2 separate regions of the Arachis hypogaea genome follow, and region 1 is linked to region 2. Evidence: chromatin contacts called from public Hi-C data. All regions are on one chromosome and are shown on one strand. The core of a region is the stretch at or near the end of the contact, and the rest is flanking DNA. Distances in the headings are between cores, read along the strand shown. Region 1 holds the start of LOC112697113 (cytokinin dehydrogenase 2). Region 2 has its middle 9.4 kb from the start of LOC112697094.

The links. Hi-C and Micro-C count contacts between places; a contact is called where the count stands out from the background.
Region 1: a Hi-C map of leaf shows a contact between it and region 2, with 2.1 times the contacts expected there. The contact joins the promoter of LOC112697113 here to the enhancer-like site in region 2. A contact is called at or near these places in 3 of 8 Hi-C or Micro-C datasets (leaf and an unstated tissue).

The regions. Positions count from the first base shown.
Region 1 is chr1:94,990,364-94,993,418 of arahy.Tifrunner.gnm2.J5K5, reverse strand. It overlaps LOC112697113 (cytokinin dehydrogenase 2), which reads left to right and starts at 1,611. Exons shown (of 5, transcript XM_025750134.3): 1 at 1,611-2,401. The coding sequence starts at 1,759.
Region 2 is chr1:94,887,618-94,890,632 of arahy.Tifrunner.gnm2.J5K5, reverse strand. No RefSeq gene overlaps it. Among protein-coding and RNA genes, the nearest start is that of LOC112697094, 9.4 kb to the right of the region's middle. Within about 2 kb of position 1,397, at least 3 of the 3 cell types and tissues checked have open chromatin away from gene starts, as enhancers often do.

The sequences.
Region 1 (3,055 bases), core at 362-2,861, 100 kb before region 2:
TAATAATCTTGATTGATTTGTTGACTTTGAGATATTAAACTACAAAAAATGTGACTTTTAAGTTGTATGCATAACGATGTGGACTAATCTTTTTCACACTTCTTTTTCAATAAAAAATATTAAAACGATCTCCAGCATTTGACTATAATTTTTTAAAACTCCGCGTGGAAGGATAAACAACTATAACTAATTAAATTACAAAAACTAAACTATAACTTTTACTAATCAATAAAACAAGGGAATTAGTCAAAATGAAGTAGATATATATCCGAACTCTGGACAAGTTATTGCCATTCAAGAGAAAATATAATATAATATAATATAATAACAACTAATCAATACATAATTATATATATATATATATATATATATATATATATATATATATATATATATATATATGATGGATATGATGAAAGATGTCAAGAACGACAGAGTATGAAAAATTAGTTCTAGAAAATAAGAAGCAGCAAAAAATTTATAAGACGATGGATTTATTAATTGAATATTCAAAAATTTCTTTTCACTTCAATTTTTTTTGAAATTTTTTAATAGGCGAAAACTCTTGGCGGTGGCCAACAAAAGAAAATGCAAAATAACAGGTGAAGAAAAATTCCAAGTCGGCCAAGTATGCATGGTTGCATCATGCAAATGACAGAATAACAAGAATACAATTATTGTTTGTTGTTTCTATTATATCCTTGCAGCTATATTCTTTTAGCTTACTACAACAAAATGAATTTTCTTAGTATTTTAATGGAACATTTTTCTATAAGTATTCATTATGAGAATTAAAAAAATTATCACTCCATAACTTATCATTATAAAATATTATGTTTATTGATATACTTGGTCATCTTTAAATTTAAAAAATAAAAATATTATGTACACACTAAAATTTAATTACTAAATTAATTATTATATATTTATATATAAATATAAATTATTTAATTTATTTTTAATGTATACTTTATATTTTAATATATATTTTATATATTAATGACTGATTCTTTTGGATATTGTTTAAAAAAATAATATTAACAAAAGTTTTATTATGTTATAATGAATAAAAAATATTAAAAGTTAATGTATTCACTAAAACAATGTCATAAAATTATTGTATCCTAAAAATTTAAGTTCATAAAAAAAACAATATAAATAATTGTATTTTTTAATTTTTTGGACATAAAACTTTGAGGTTATGTCATAAAATTATTTTTCTTAAAAACTTAAAATAAGAGAAAAAAGACAATGTAAATTATTATATCTCTAATAAATAAAAAATTGAATATTTTAGCCCCTCGAATCAAACCAATTTGATATTCGATCAAATTGATTTGTTTCAGATATGTTGAGGAAAACAAATTAAAACTAAAGTTAAACTAGTCTAATTAAATGTTATTCCATTTATATATTTAGATTTACTTTTCATTAAAAGATAGTCCAAATCAGCCGCCGGTTTATACTTCTAAACAAAAAAAACAGCGGGCATATCATTACAAGTTTCTTAACAACCACTGTCTTTTTTATTCACTTAAATTTGAAAAACGGGTCCAAAATAGACACTCAGTTAAATAATATAAAAATAACGTTATGTACCCTGATTTCTTATACTTCCTCGCCACGGAGTAGCTAGCTCAGTGTATAAATAGCACACAACCTATGTACCCAATAATCCACAGAAATCAGAGTTAGTGCTCTTACACACTTATATACATTACTCAAAGCATATGTATTAAGTAAAAATAGCACACAAAAATGGCAAGGTTTTCTATACTTGATAAAAATGGTTTTATGTTGGTTCTTTTATTATGTCTAGAAACTACTAGTATGCTCACAAATGCAGAAATATCCACAGATCTATGTCCAATATTATTTCATGCACCCACACCCATCACACTATCCAATAAATTTGCTTGTGACAATACTACCCTTACACTTGCCTCAACCGATTACGGTTTTGTGATTAACGAAAAGCCGTTAGCGGTTCTTGAACCAACTTCCACGCACGACATAACAGAACTGATAAAGCTGTCAAATTCCCTTCCTACCCCTATCCCAATAGCAGCTAGAGGGCAAGCACACTCGGTGTACGGACAAGCGATGGCGCGTGAGGGGATAGTGGTGAACATGACGCATCTAAACGGTTACAGACACGGGAAGGGGGTTGTTATATTTCGCGATGAGAAGGATCCATGGAATTCTTATGCTGACGTGGGCGGGGAGCAGGTGTGGAACGATGTGTTGCATGCCGCACTGGAATATGGACTCACACCACTCTCGTTTACTGATAGTTTGGGCACTTCGGTTGCCGGAACCCTCGTCAATGCCGGAGTTGGTGGCCAAGTATTCAAATACGGCCCTCAGATCTCTAATGTTTATGAACTCGATGTTATTACTGGTATGCATTCCTATTATTCCCTATGCCTTTGTTTATGAGACACTGGTAAAAATAGAGCAATGATAGGGCCAGCAATTTTTGTGATTGTTAGCTATCAATTAGCCATCAATGATGATTTGATGGTGTGAGATTGGTGTGAGATTTTATCCAATGACTCATCTTTCTCTGCTGATTACATGCTGGCTAAAATTCAATAAAACTGCTAGCCCCTAAATTTTTCCGTAAAAATATACAGAGACATAACATTGTACATAAAAATATAGTGAAAATTTAGGCACAGTCCACTTCACGTGAAGTTGATAGCTGAGAGCTCCGTTAAATAAAAATGTAGTTAATCAGTAAAATTATTTAACTGCTCTCAATTATCAACTTCACGTGAAGTGGGCTGTATTTGAATTTCTACCTAAAAATATTGTATTTAGTGGTATTAAATTAATATATTTTAGATTTTTTATAAAAAATACAAAAATATTAAAAGAGGTAATTTTTTATTAATTTTTTATAATTATATTTTTTTAAATTTTTTGTAGAATAAAATAATAAAAAATATCTCTAAATTTACACTTCGAATTAATTCTTAAAAAAATATACCAATAAAATTTGTTATGATAGCAGATATGATATGTTATCTCTAAATTAACTCTTATGATTATA
Region 2 (3,015 bases), core at 148-2,647:
AAGAAAGTTGAATATTCAATAGAGAACCATAAAAGAGAAGAAGGTATAGTTTTATAAGCTGTGAAAATTCAAACTTTGTACTCTCACTTCTTGGATTAATCTCTAGCTGTTTACCATTTAATAGAAGAGTAAAGTTTTTAAAACTTAAAACTTGGCTTCAGCAACTTTGAATTCTTCTTTCCCAAATATCAGTAGCAACAACGATGCAGAAAAGAGATAGAGCAGTAGCATTGATTGAACTTTACATGCATTCATATCCACCATCTTCTCTTTCATCCTTTTTAGTTTCTTCAATAATCAGAACTATTCATTTGTACTTTGGCTCTAAGTTTCTTTCTTGATTCTTGATTTTTAGCAGAATTCTATAATTTTTAATTTACTAGTTTAGTACATGCAAAGAAAAAGCTTCTTTAACAATCTTCAATAAAGTATAAAAAAAAAATATTTCTCTAATATAGCTTTTAGATTTGATCTTTGCTTAGAGCTCTAACTTATTTGACTTTTTTTTTATTTGATTTTGGTAACCTATTTTTTTATTTTTGATTTGAACCCTAATAAAATTTTTCTTTCTTTGCTTTACTTTTTGAAATATTTCACGTGGCTAAAAGAGAAGAGAGAGACAAAAAAATATATATATAGAACTAGTTTGGTTACTTTATGTTTTGGTTCAGATGAAAGTAAATCTTCCTTTCCTTGATGGTAACTATTTTCATGGGCTATGAATGAGTTGCATGATATGAACATGAATTTGGCTCATTATTGGAGTTTGTTTGCTTGTTATTGAGGCTGTTTGGTTTCTGTAAATTTTTGTACAATAAACAAACCTAATCGCACGCATCCAAAAAAAAAAAAACCAAACCTAATCACACACATACATAATTAGATTTTAACCCAATAATAATGTTTAATTATTATCAATTAATTTATTATTTTTTTAAATTCAATACTTATATTTTAATATATTTAATTTAATAATTAATTTTTAATATACATGTATTATATTTGTTAAATAAAATTTAATAGCACACAATATTTATGAGTTAATTTTTTGGGTTATCTGCAGTATTTTTTAGTTCGACAGGTTAATGACTAATCCATTATAGATATGAGCTTTATTTAAGGGTCTGCGCTGGTCAATGGACTGTTGTGTGTATAAGACAGGTTTAAACACTCCACACTTACTTAAGCGAACGAACGAGGAGTTTATGAGTTTTTTTCTTTAGAAAACTCTTTTTGGACCTTATTTTAGTAATTAGTTTTTTATAAGCCCATGTTTTACAAGTATTGTACTTAAAAATTTGGGCTCGCTTAGTTGATTTCTGGATCCACCCGTGGCTGGATACTTGATATGCATATACCCAAATATATATAAACCAATTGGTTGACCATGAAAAAGGCCATAACAAAAATTAAAGAAATCCATTCGGAGCCACTCTTAAATTAATCCCACTAGATCCACTCCATTATTAACCAAAAAAAAAATCCAATTAAGAAAAAAAAGACTCCTAAGTCCTAATGTCACTTATTACTATCCACTTTCACTATATAGAAAATTATGAAAATGAGAAACAATACGAAAAATAAATCGTCTCAATATTTATCTCTTAATTGATGATATTAAGTGTAATTTATTATACAGTATATCTTTTCTCACATATTTTTTTTTATCTCACTATAGGACGAAGTGAGATAAAAAAAGAAAAATTGAAAGGATCTATTTTCTATGTAGAGAATCACATATCTGATCGACAATCTGCATGGATTGAGTTTCACTATAGGCAAGCTGTAATGTTTTGTTATAAGTTCAACAATGTAGGGAAGAAGATGGTGAATGTTTTAATTAAGTTTGGCTGTATGTACATACAAAATCATCACGCATGAAAATAAATAACAAGGGACCAGCACTTTACTAGCTTGAATTTAATTAATACATGTCAAGGGTATGTAGTAGGCTCTCTCATTTTAGAAGAAACCAGCAAAGAATCTTTGAATAATCGATTTGTTTGAAAGTGACTTTATATACCTATAGCATGGTCCAAACCGCTCAAGCTACATACATAGATCCACCATTTTCTTTCTCATGAAAATTAGATCATATCATGTGTTACGTGTAATTAAGTTTATCGTATTTGATTAAACGACTATGTTATGTATATATTAAAATCAGTCACTAAAATTAATTACTAATATATATATTAAAAATAAATTAAACTATGCATATATTTATATACAAATATATTAATAGTTAATTTTAGTATATAAATAATATTTTTATTAATTAAAAGTAGTTAACGTCCACACACGGGAAAGGAATTAAGAGAGCTATATATATATATATATATATATATATATATATATATATATATATATATATATATATATATATATATATATATATAGCTAGGTTCTTTATTGCATTAACATATAAATAATCATCATAAAATGAACAAGCAAAACAAAATACGAAAGCTAGAACTTAATGCACGGCAACATTATAACGTCTCTAATACTAATTTTAAGTTTAATTTCATTTTAAATCTCATAAAATAATTTATTTGTAATGTTAAGACTATATATCATAAATAAATAATGACCTTAAACTAAAAGTGATATTTAATATTCTAATTTTTTATATTAATTTAATTAAAATTTTATATTATTTTTAATAATGTTATTAGTTTTATATCAAGATGATACTATATTTATAAAATATCACTGGTTTTATTTTATTTATCAATTTCAATACAAATTTTAATTTTAAATTAGTTTACTTTTTAACAATACAAAAAATGATACTCCAAAAAAATTTATTGGAGTTGCTCTTATATTATCCATCATTTTAATTAATTTCGTGCTTGTGTATTTATATCTTTATGGAAACGATTCCTCACTTTCAGTCTGTAGCTATGAACGGAAAAATGTGACGTGATCTATCTAATATCTTTATTTATTAACCCTAGTTTCAAAAGTTTGTCTAAGGAAAAAATAAACATAATAATAATAACAACAAAACCC